Regions from separate parts of the Mus musculus genome. Here region 2 is linked to region 1. The links are chromatin contacts, called in public promoter capture Hi-C maps. All regions are on one chromosome and are shown on one strand. Each heading gives the region's core, a stretch centred on a gene start, on an enhancer-like site or on the middle of the called end of the contact. The rest is flanking DNA. Distances are from core to core; before and after follow the strand shown. Region 1 holds the start of Scmh1 (sex comb on midleg homolog 1). Region 2 holds the start of D4Ertd617e (DNA segment, Chr 4, ERATO Doi 617, expressed).

What was found. Capture Hi-C pulls out chosen DNA fragments and counts their contacts.
Region 2: a promoter capture Hi-C map of adipose tissue shows a contact between it and region 1. The contact joins the promoter of D4Ertd617e here to the promoter of Scmh1 in region 1. A contact is called at or near these places in 1 of 39 promoter capture datasets (pre-B cells) and 2 of 9 other capture datasets (adipose tissue and liver).

What each region holds. Positions count from the first base shown.
Region 1 is chr4:120,401,867-120,407,937 of GRCm38.p6, reverse strand. It overlaps Scmh1 (sex comb on midleg homolog 1), which reads right to left and starts at 2,590. Exons shown (of 18, transcript NM_001379185.1): 1 at 2,482-2,590.
Region 2 is chr4:118,623,213-118,629,283 of GRCm38.p6, reverse strand. D4Ertd617e (DNA segment, Chr 4, ERATO Doi 617, expressed) reads right to left here and starts at 2,880. Exons shown (of 3, transcript NR_029469.1): 1 at 2,278-2,880. It overlaps Ebna1bp2 (EBNA1 binding protein 2), which reads right to left. Exons shown (of 9, transcript NM_026932.4): 5 at 5,897-5,986; 6 at 5,598-5,673; 7 at 5,056-5,149; 8 at 3,599-3,761; 9 at 1,508-3,464. The coding sequence ends at 3,414.

The DNA of each region.
Region 1 (6,071 bases), core at 1,341-3,840:
GTGTTGTGGGTTTTGTGGGGGTCAATCCTTTTCTCTTACTTTTCCTTTATTTGTTCTATTTTCTCTAAGGCATATTCTACTCCTCTTGGCCCCCTCATCACCAGAGCCTAGGCTCATCCCTCCCCATAGCCTTCCCTCAAAGCCTGGCTAGTTCAAAAGCCCTCACTCTCCATGCAGTGCTTAACTTTTATTGAGCTAGCCTGTGTAAGCACCACATTGGTCCAGCTCCACAATGTTACAAATGTCCCACTTATCTGTGTGTCCAGTCTACACCATACATAACTCAATGCCTGACACATGGTAGTATATAAGTATAAAGGTTACAATACAGCAAGTTTAAATTTCATTGTAATGTTCATATCAGAGTTTTCCCAGTTTTGAATCCTTACCCTGGAGGGTGCAGTTCTGTACAGAATGGCACCATATAATTCTTTAACAAGTTACACAAAAGTGAAACAGTATTTGCACAAACTAACATTCCAGAAATTAAAATCTGACATGTGTGGAGCTGGTGAGATAGCTCAATGTTTAAGATCATGTATCTCTCTTCCAGAGGAACCAAGCCTAGCTCTTAGCACCCAACTGTTATCTTACAACTCTCTATAACTCCAGTTGTAGAGAAATCTTATTCCTCTAGCCTCCATGGGCGCGCGCGCACACACACACACACACAATTAAAAAGCAACACCTTTAAAATTTTGACTTATGTGCTACAAACTTAAAAACCACTAACCAATTCAAAAAACAAAGACATAAGTACAAAGATAAACACAGTTCTGACTGCTGGTATGCGCTTGCCTTAGTTACAAAAACAGTGAAACTTTGCTCAGATCTTGAATGAGGTCCCAGCCACAGATCTTAGCATTTTATCTACAAAGCCATCACTTCCCTAATGGGCTTAAGAAATTACTTGTTTGCAGGGATGCTTAGGCAAAGGTCTAAAAAACTAATAAAAGATCCGTTTTAAGTACTTTAACCCTACGTACCACCAAGGCTAAGAATTAAACTTTAAAAAAAAAAAAAGGAAAAAAAAGGAATGCTTTTTTAATGAGCAACAGAAAGTGTTTTTTTCACAGCAAGTTGAGGCCTTCTGCTGGCAGGGAAAAAAAGCAGAGTTCATTGTCATAAGGCAGTTCTCTCTCCAAGCAAATATTAAATTGCAGTTTGGCACCAATCTAGGTCTCAGTCCTTTTTAGAGCAAAAATAATAAGCTCTTTTATCTGCATGATATATTACACTGTACAATCTTTTGATATACATTAGCTCACTTGATGAAGTGTTCAATTTTTCAAAGGAAGAGAAACCACAAAACAGGATGATCTCTTTTAGCTTGGGGGAACACATGCTACTACTATACAGCTTTTCCCTCTCCCCTCCCTACCCCCACCCGCTAAGTTCAACGCAGTACGAAAATGAGGAAGGGAGAGTACTTTTTATTTAAGGTCAGTCCTTTAGGGTCAAAGCTCTTCCCTTAGAAATGATTGAGCTTGGTCTCTCTGCTCACAAGAAGCTCTTCTGTGGGGGCAATATGGGCAAACCAGTGCTCATCAAAGGAGCGGATCAAAGACCAGAGTAAAGAAAAAGACTAAAGGAATTGGGAGTTAGCCAAAATAAGACTCAGGGGACACGATTACTATCTTCACTCTTAACAGCTGCCCAAGAGGAAACGAAGCAGAAAGACGAGAGACAGCCGTTCCTTTCTACCTATAACCAAATCCATCCAGGACCAGACTGGACGGCCTTACTTTAGAAAGGTTATTAGGACTAGGACGGAGAGCCGTCCTAAAAGGTTCGCCAAATTATTAGGGTATTATTTGGAATTTTTAAAGATAACTTCCTTCCCGAATAGGATAAGAGTAGGGGGAGCCTGGATGACTCTCAGATCTCTTCGCTTTGGGGTATGTTTTGGGGTTCACCTATCTACTAGGGAACTCCTTCCCCTGCTGTGCTCTAAGGTTGTCCGCCGTTCCCTGTCTCAGGTTCGAAACCTTCTGTAGCCGCCGGGTGTTTGCCCGGCTCCAGGCAGGTGACACAAGTGAGTCTCCCCCACCCCGCCCCCAGCCCCGGGACCCCTGAAGAAAGCTCCAAGCCCACTGTGTTCACGACCCCCGGTGCTCCGCTGCTGGGACCCAGGCGAATCTCTCTGGCGACGCGTCCCAGCAGCCCGAAAGAGCCCCCGCACTGGGCCCGAGCCAGGCTTCCCGGTTCCGCCCCAAGCCCTGCTCCCCGCTCGGAAGGGGCCCTGTGCGGGGACTCGCGCGCCGCGCCCCCGACCGACCCCGACGCGTCAGGCCGCCGCCGGACACTGGGCCCGAGCAGATGCGGCGCAGGCCGCCGGGGTTCTGGCCGGGTTGACACGGCCGCCGGAGGGCCGCGGACACAGACACCAGGGTCACCGGGCGGGGACTCGCTCCAGCCCGTGGCCGTAAGGCGGGCCTTGAGGGGCCCGGACCGGGCCGGGGGTGGCAGTGAGGCGCTTACCTGAGGGCGACAGCGGCGCGGGGCGCGGGCGGCTCACTCCCATCCAGCCGCCATGTTTCCGCTGCGCAGGGAGCGAGCGAGGACGCCGGCAGGGGCGGGCGACGGCTCTGGAGAGCGGCTCGGCTGAGGCGGCGGCGGGAGGCGGGGGGCTCCACCGAGGCGGCGGCGGCGGCGGCGGCGGCGGCCGAGGGGCGGGGGGCGGGGGCGAGAGCTGCCCAGCCCCGCCCGCCAGAGACTCCTGCCGCGAGGTGGCGCGCGCCGCGGCCGTTGGGTTCTCTCGCGCGCGCGCGCGGGGCGGCGGGAAGGGGCGACCCCTCGCGCCTTCCCCCCGCCTCGCGACCGCCAGCCCTAAAAAAAAAAAAAAAAAAAAAAAAAAAAAAAAAAAAGCCGCGACCCACTGGATTGCTCGCGTCTCCCAGACAAGTGAATGACGTCCTCTGAGGTCCCAGGTTCGAATCCCGTCGGCCCTCAGCCCCCACCCAGCTGGTGGCCGGCTGTGGAGTAATCTTAAAAGAGTTCCTTCGCACCTTTAGTCTTTCCAATGCGCAGGCGGGAGGAAAACTACTATGAGGAGAAAACCAGTGCGCCCCAAAAGGTGCAACAAGACTAACAAAAGCAGGCCTTCACTTTTGCCCCGTAGTAGGCTTTGAATGTTAGCGTGCTAGGTACTACAGTGGCTAGGGTCCTTCCAATGATGCTACCCCACCCCACACACAATTGTGTCTCAAGAACGTTATGTTTTAGCCCGCGGAAACTGAAGTTCATGGGGGTGGGGGGGAGAGCTACGTCTCCAAGATCACACAATTTTACTGGCTGTGCTCTTGCCTGGAGGTCAGGTGTTAAGGGAAATGCTGGTTGATTTTTATCAGCCTGAAACAAATCTACTCTTATCTCAGAAGGTGGAATCTCAGTTGCATAACAGTCTCCATCAGAATGGCCTATAGGCAAAGTCTGGGTGGGCATTTTCTTGTCTAATGATTGATGTGGGAGGTGCTACCCCTGGGCAGAGGTGGTCCTAGGTGGTATAAAGAGAGGCCAATAAAGGATGTTGCTCCATAGCCTAGCTTCATTTCCTGTCTCCCTGTTGCTGTTCTCACCTCCCTCAGAGATGAACAATGTTGTGGAAGTGTAAGCCAAATAAACCATTTCCTCTCCCAGGTTGCTTTTGGTAGGGGTCTTTATCACAGCTATGGAACTCACACCAGAACCAGAGAGTTCCGGGAAAGCAGCCCTTACTTAGCCCGAAGCTCATTCAATCTGGTTCCTAGAGGAAGCTGCAAAGAAAGGCTTCTCAGGATGAGGAGAGACTGAGAGCAAAGGTGTGGCAGGGATGGCTATCAAGAGTCTGAGAGGCTCTGGGAATCTGGTGGTGATGCTGTTAATGTTAGAGAATGAAGGGAAGCCAAAGCACGGCAGATCCTTGCACATCTACACTAGAACTTCAATTTTTTTTCCTCTCTCTCTTCTATTGGATATTTTCCTTATTACATTTCAAACGTTATCCCCTTTCCAGGTCTCCCCTCCAAAAACCCCCTATCCTATCCCTGCTCCCCCAGCCTCTATGAGGGTGCTCCCCCACCCACCCACACACTCAATGCCTTCCCTCCTTGACATTCCACGACACTGAGGGATCAAACCCCTAAGGCCCAAGGGCCGCTCCTCCCACTGATGTCCAACGAGGCTATCCTCTGCCACATATATGGCCGGAGCCATGGGTCCCTCCCTGTATACTCTTTGGTTGGTGATCCAGTCCCCGGGAGCTGGGGGGGGAGGGGTCTGGCCAGTTGACACTGTTGCTCCCCCCATAGGGCTACAAACCCCCTCAGTTCCTTCAGTCCCTTCTCCAATTCCTTCATTGGGGACCCCATGCTCAGTCCAATAGTTGGCTGCAAGCATCTGCCTCTGTATCTGTCAGGCTTTGGCAGAGCGTCTCAGGAGACAGCCATATCAGGCTCCAGTCAGCAAGCACTTTCTAGCATCTGCAATAGCGTCTGGGTTTGGCAACTGTATACGGGATAGATTCCCAAGTGGGGCAGTCTCTGGATGGACCTTCCTTCTCCCTGTACAAAGTTCAAGTCCAAGTGGATCAAGGACCTCTACAGAAAACCAGATACCCTGGATCTAATAGAAGAGAAAGTGGGGAAGAACCTCGAACACATGGGCACAGGGGAAACATTCCTGAACACCAATATTTATGCTCTAAGATCAAGAATTGAAAATGGGACCTCATAAGATTGCAAGGCTTGCCAGGCGATGGTGGCATGCCTTAAACTCAGCACTTGGGAAGCAGAGGCAGGTAGATCTCTGTGTTCGAGGCCAGCCTGGTCTACAGAGTGAGTTCCAGGACAGCCAGGGCTACACAGAGAAACCCTGTCTCAAAAAACAAAAAAACAAAACAAAACAAAAAACAAACAAACAAAAAGAAGATTGCAAGACTTCTGTAAGGCAAACCACAATAGGTCAAAACAGCAACCAATAGGTTGGGAAAAGATCTTTACCAATCCTACATAGAGGGCTAATATCCAATATATACAAGGAACTCAAGAAGTTAGACTCCAGAGAACCAAAGAACCCTATTTAAAAATGGGGAACAGGGCTAAACAGAATTCTCAACTGAGGAAAATCGAATGGCTGAGAAGCACCTAAAGAAATGTTCAACATCCTTAGTCATCAGGAAAATGCAAATCAAAACAACTCAGATTCCATCTCACACCAGTCAGAATGGCTAAGATCAAAAACTCAGGTGACAGCAGATGCTAGCAAGGATGTGGAGAAAGAGGAACATTCCTCCATTGCTGGTGGGATTGCAAACTGGTACAACCACTCTGGAAATCAATCTGGTAATTCCTCAGAAAATTGGACATAGTACTACCTGAGGGCCCAGCTATACCATTCCTGGGCATATACCCAGAAGATGTTCCAACATGTAATAAGGACACATGCTCCACTATGTTCATAGCAGCCTTATTTATAATAGCTAGATGCTGGAAACAACCCAAATGCCCCTCAACAGAAGAATGGATATAGAAAATGTGTTACATTTACACAATGGAGCACTACTCAGCTATTAAAAACAATGACTTCATGAAATTCACAGGTAAATGGATGAAACTTGAAAATACCACCCTGAGTGAGATAACCCAATCACAAAAGAACACACATGGTATGTACTCACTGATAAGTGGATATTAGCCCAAAAGTTCAGTATACCCAAGATATGATTCACAGACCATATGAAGCTCAAGAAGAAGGAAGATCAAAGTGTGGATGCTTCAGTGCTTCTTAGAAGGGGGAACAAAATTTCACAGGAGGAAATATGGAGACAAAGTGTGACACAGAAACTGAAGGAAAGGCCATCCAAATTGGTTTTTTTTTTTTTTTTGAGTCCATGGTAATATGCACTTTGAGCCTCAGGGTGCCCCTAAGGTCCTTTCAGGGGTCAGTGAACTGAGGTGTCCTTTTCTTAATAATGCTTTGTTGGAAAAAAGAATAATAATGCCTTGTTGGGAGCACAGCGTGAAGATTCCTGTGCCCACAGCTCTTCAGGAAAATGAGAACTGTTAAGCCAGTAAGCAGCATCTCTCTATGGC
Region 2 (6,071 bases), core at 1,631-4,130, 1.8 Mb after region 1:
TCACCCAACATCTTAACCATTTGTGTTTTCCACGTCATGAAGTCTCTGAAGGTTTCATTGAAGTCTGTTGCTAATGTCACTTCTTTGGGAACATCCCTGTGTTCACGTGACTAAGTTTTCCTTTACCGAGTATGAGTGTATGTCCCGTGTCTAGAACATCTAGTAATGACACCCCAATGTCAGCTATTTCCATAGTAACACCACTGCTTGCTTGTCCTAGCATTTCATTTCTGTGCACACATTTGTATTTGCCAGTCACTTCTCATAATGACTTAAATTATATGTGGGTTTATGCCTGGGGACAAGAAGGCAAGAGAACTACACTGTGCTATCCATGAGTTTTTTAAAAATGAGTGACAGGCACAATGACAGCCATGCATGGACTCTGAAAAGTCCATGCACGCAGCCTTAAGAACAACCTCACTTTCAAAGTAAGACAACATTTTTACCTCAAGCAATACAGATACTACTTGTGCATACTGGTCAATTCATTTTCAGGGACGGAATAATAAGACGACATGATAGAAGTCCTACAAAAGAAACAATGGATTCTGCTCGTATGCCTTTGCTCCAGGAAAACGGGCGAAAGACACTTCTAAGTCTTGTATAAAAGGGTGTGGTATTCATAACTCAGCATGGCAAGCTGTTTTCCTAATCTCAATATGTTCCACACAGAACTCAAAGCTTCTACTTCTGCAGCTCCCACTGGGCTGATGAGGTTACACTACACCCCAGAGTGCTGTCAACTGTTAATATCAGGTCTTCTGAAAACACAACAGTGCCACCAGAACTTAGCCGAAATGAGATCAAAACTATTTGCTTCTAGAAATTCACTAGCATATAAAACCACAACTGTCTCATGTGTGCACCCGCATGCCATAAGAAAACATGAAAATCTTCTTAGTAATACATGTGGTTCTTATTTTCAACTTTCTTAAAAACAAAGCATGATTTCAGGAGCAAAGAGGAGAGCAGAGACAAGCTGGTTACTACCCCATTTAGCAGCAGGACCCAGAGGGGCCACACAGCACACCTGCAGTCTCTCATAAGCACCTCAGCATCTCCAACCCAACCAGCAAGGCTCAGCAGACATTACGGAAAGCTGCCCCTGTATCCAGACCCCATCTGCCCCCCAGGGGCTCACATGCTGAAGGTACACAATCCTTTAAGTGATGAGATGAGGGGGTCCTTTAAGAGATGAGTCCTAGGGGCAGGTATTAGGTCCCAGGAGCATTGACATTGGTGGAGTTGGTACCTGTGTCACAAATTTTGTTCCTACAAAAGCAAGTTAAACAAGGCTGGCCCCACAACCTCTGCTTGCTGTAAGACCTACCATCATCATGCCACCGCTGCTCTCGTCTGAAGGCACTACCATTCTGGACCTAAACTGACCAAAGCTGAGGTAAATAACCCTTCTTTATGAAGTACTTCAACTCAGGTATTTTGATAGAGCAACAAAGTAGTGTTTTAGGGTTTGCATTGCTGTGAACAGACATCATGACCAACCTCTTATAAGCACAACATTTATTTCATTGGGGCTGGATGACAGGTTCAGAGATTCAGTCCTTTATCATCAAGGTGGAGCATGAGAGTCCAGGCAAGCATTGCACCGCTGAGAGTTCTACATCTTCATCTGAAGGCTGCTAGAAGACTGGCTCCCATCTGGTTAGGAGGAGGGTCTCATTGCCCACCCCCAGTGACACACTTCCTCCAACAAGGCCACACCTAATAGTGCCACTCCCAGGGCCAAGAATATGCAAACCATCACAGGTATATTACTACAAAACCCCAGCAGAATAAATCCCAAATGAGGGACTGCTTAAGGATATAGAATATAGGGTTATACCTTAATTGTGAAGTGGGCAGTGTTTAACGTGAGAAAGGGAGACAGGGTAGAGAGAGCCATAAAAACTGAGTGTCTACAGCACAGAGGCAGGTCTGCCTAATACACAGCCATCTGCCCTTTTAGAAGCAGGAAGCTCTGGGCACCGGCAGTGAGAACGAGATACAAACGCCCATTACCTTGACTGATCACCATCAACACTGTACACATATACACTATAGCCATTAACACTAAAGTGCTGCATCTGAATGGGGATGCCAGCAAGCCTACAATCCCAGCACTAGGAGGCAGAGGGAGGGGGAGCAGTTTGAGGCCAGCTTGGGCTACAGTTTGAGAATGTCTCAAAACAAAATGTAATTTGGAGCCAAATGTCCAAGGAAGAAAACAGTTCAAACAGGATGAAGGGAACAGAAGAAAATATTCTCAAAACTTACCATTCCCATCCAGGAAACATCAGGACACTGTAACTGTGGGAAAGCACAAGTTCCTGAGATGATAAAATGGCAGAGAGGGGTTACTAGGCAGATAAAAGCCTGAATCTGTCACATAAAGTGGCACACAGCTTTAATCCCAACACTCCGGAGGCAGAGGCAGGGGCAGGCAATGTCTGTTGTGTTTGAGGACACCCGGTCTACAAAGTGAGTTCCAGGACAGCCAGGGCTAAACCAAGAAACCCTGTCTTGAAAAACAATATATTTTTTAAAACCTGAATCTTTCTAAATAGCCTAATCAAAGAATAAATACCAGCCCAGAAAGCAGAGCACCATACATAGGCTTCCACTGTCAGAAAAGCTTAGGAGGGAAGGACGGGAATGAGAAGCCCCACGGTCCTCATGGCCAAGGGAGGCAGCAGGACCCTGCCTGTAGCCCTCGCATCTTAAGCCACAATTCATACCAGTCAAATTAAAGTCGCTTTCAGAATAGGAGGTGGAAATTTTTCCTGTTTCCTTTCTTTAAAAGATCTTAAAAATGGAACACAACAAAAGGCATAAAATAAGAAAGGAAAATACCAGGCACAGGAAGTAAGGGACCAATCTAGATGGCCTAAAACAGAGACCATGTAACAGTTTATGGCAGACCCGGGCTCTCACAGGAACCTGCCACAGCCAGTCCTCCCGGGGGACTAATGTAAAAGGGCATCTGGGAGACGAAGAAACGGTAAGGTGGAGGCCCGCCCTGCAGCTACCAAAAGAGAGGCATGGCCAACAAACACTAAGATTCTTTTGGTTTGGATTTTGGGTTTGTTTTTTCCAAGAAAGGGCATCTCTCTGTGGCCCTGGCTGTCCCAAACTCCCTCTGTAGACCAAGCTGGCCTTGAACTCAACAGAGATCTCCTGCCTCTGCCTCCCAAGTGCTGGGATTACAGGTGTGCACCACAACAGCCCAACAGCAGCAATACTCTTTAATGTGCAAACTTCTCCATCTTTTAAAAAGTATCTGGTTTTAACCCAAGAGTATCTTTCTTCCATAAGTTTAATTTATTAAAATAATTTTCTACAAAAAGCAGGACAAACACTGAGTGTGCTGTACACCCCCCTTCTCCTGGGTTCTTTATAGAAGATGATGCTACTCAGCGGGCTTTACTCTTCAGTTTCTGTCTTGCTCGTTTTCCGGGTCTCTTCTGCACAAACAAAACAAAAACCATATGTTGTCACACACAGCACTTGGCCTTCTGTGCCAGGGTGAGGAGTCAAGGGGAGTAGAAAGGGGGTTGAGAAGATACTAATCAGGCCCCAACTTGGACCCCTCACTTACATTTGCCCCTTTCTTCCCAGGCCTCCTGGAGCCCTTGCCGTGAGCCACCTTGGCTCGGAAGCTGGAGACATCGTCGTAGCTCTCTTTCGTGTTCCATTTGGAGCCTTTCTTCTTTCCACCAAAACCAAACTTCTGATTTTTGTATCTTCGTTTGGCATTAGGCCTGAAAAAGGTGGCCCCACAGACAGTACACTGTAAACCCCATGAGCCTTATAGCTGGGTGACAGCCACAGGTTCATCTCTGCAGTCCTTAAGGCTCTCCTTGGCTTATATTTTTACTCTACAAACCACCCAGGCAAACTCATCTGTTCACGACATATGAGAAGGAAAACAAACAAAGAAAAGGAAGAAAGGATCTATAAACACCACCAGCTCCCTGCTTCCACTGGCATCCATTGTAATGCAATCAGCTAGTTTAGCCCTAAGTGTCTCTATTCCTCTCATGGACAAAACCACAGTTAGCATTCAAATGTAACAAGTTTCAGAAACTTCTCAAATTCTGTCTAGCCAAACCATGTCACCTCCCCTCTTAGACTGGCTCCAGTTCCTTAGAAATGCCAACTTGTAATTGGTGCCTCCTGCCATTGGCCCAGCACAGGCCTCGCATGCCCTGCGCGTTGCATCGTAATCACCCTCACCTGGTTTTCCAGCGCATGGCACTTGTGATGCATCACCCTTGCTCACCGGGGCTGCTGTGCAAGTGGAGACAGACTAGACCTCCACTTCCCTACCTACCTTTTCTTTACACATACAACTCTGTTACCTTCTCAAAACCGGAACATGACCTGCCCATAACTGAGTCAAACCACTGTTGTCTCCCTAATGCCAACAGGATGAAGGTTCTCTAAGTCCTGGCCTCACACCTCTGTGTCTCTGCTCATCCAAGGTCTTCCTTCTCTAAAGGCTTCTCTCCCACTTCCCTGCCCAGATGTCCATGTCCTTCACGCTAGGCTCAGGTGGGATGGCTCACCACAATGCCATCCCCAGACTGTGCCAGGGCTTTAAGTGTGCCTCCCTTAGGTCTGTGTCCACCTATGCAGAGAGAGTTCTGAAAAGAGGAGCGGTGAGCTGCCAGCTCCATCTGTCTCCACGGCACTGAGGCACAGAGCACTGCCTCACAGTGAATGAAGCAGTCACAAGGGAGGTGCTCAAAGCCTCCATCCGAGTGGTGGCTGGAACTACCTCTGACTTCTCTGGCTGACTCCCCACCATCACTCTGGGGGTCATGGAGTAGAACAGTCATTTGACACTCACCTCAAATGATCCAAGTACCAATTTCCACCTTCAAACACTGCTATAGCCAGGGACCCAACCCCACAGTATCAAAGTCTCTGACCCTTGAGCAGCAGTAGCCGATACTAGAGGCCTGCTCTGGGAAGTTCCCTCGCCGGACTGACTGTTGGCCATCACAAGACTGGCGCATCAGAAGACAAATCCAAACCGAGACCCTTACTTACCCTTTACTCATCTGCTGGCCTTTACCTCCTGCCTTTGCACTGCGTTCCACAGGCTTCTGGTCACCCTCCAGGAAATCCAGCTTATCAGAGAAGCCTGTGCAGGGAAGAGCATTCACATCAGCACCACTGTATGTCTAGGAGCATACAGGACATGGCTGCTATTCCCTAACTGCATCTTAAGAAGCACATCTTGTGCCGGGCAGTGATGGTGCACGCCTTTAATCCCAGCACTTGGGAGGCAGAGGCAGGCGGATTTCTGAGTTCGAGGCCAGCCTGGTCTACAGAGTGAGTTCCAGAACAGCCAGGACTACACAGAGAAACCCTGTCTCAGAAAAACAAAACAAACAAACAAACAAACAAACACAAAACAAAACAAAAAAAAAAACGACAAAAAAAAAGAAGCATGTCTTGTTCCCGCACTATTTTCCAAGCATAAGCCCAGTAGATTCAAACCAAGGTAACTGGAAGCACTAGAGAGCTCCCTCGGTTCTAAGGTACTGAGACCCAGGCTCCCTACACTCTTAGCAGACAGCCACACTGACCTTTCTGGTATTTCTTGATGGCATTCATCATGTGTGCTTTCTCCCGCTGCCTCTTCTGCAGGACCTCAGTTTGCACCTGTGAGACAGACACAAAGTCAGCCCTGCATCCCAAACCATCACTCTAGAGACTGCAGCTCAGCCACTGCTACCACACTATGCTGGATACACCCAGGTGTGCCACGGTGGCGAGTGAACCTGTGCTCAGGGACACCAGCAGACACTTTACCAGGAACCCCAGCACAGTCTGCCCTGGCGCACCCGGCCCTGCCCGGCCCACGCAGGTGCTCTTTCTTTCTCACCTTCTTTCCATATTTCCTAAGCGCTCGAAGTTGCTTGGCCTTTTCAGATTTCTCCATGGCGGCCTGTTTAGTCTGCAGCTTCTGTCGAATCTAAAACGCAGAGAGTTGTTAGGCACTATTTGGAGCACACTAGAATGGAGCGCCAGTGTCTGACTAGCTCTGAACGCTGTGGAAC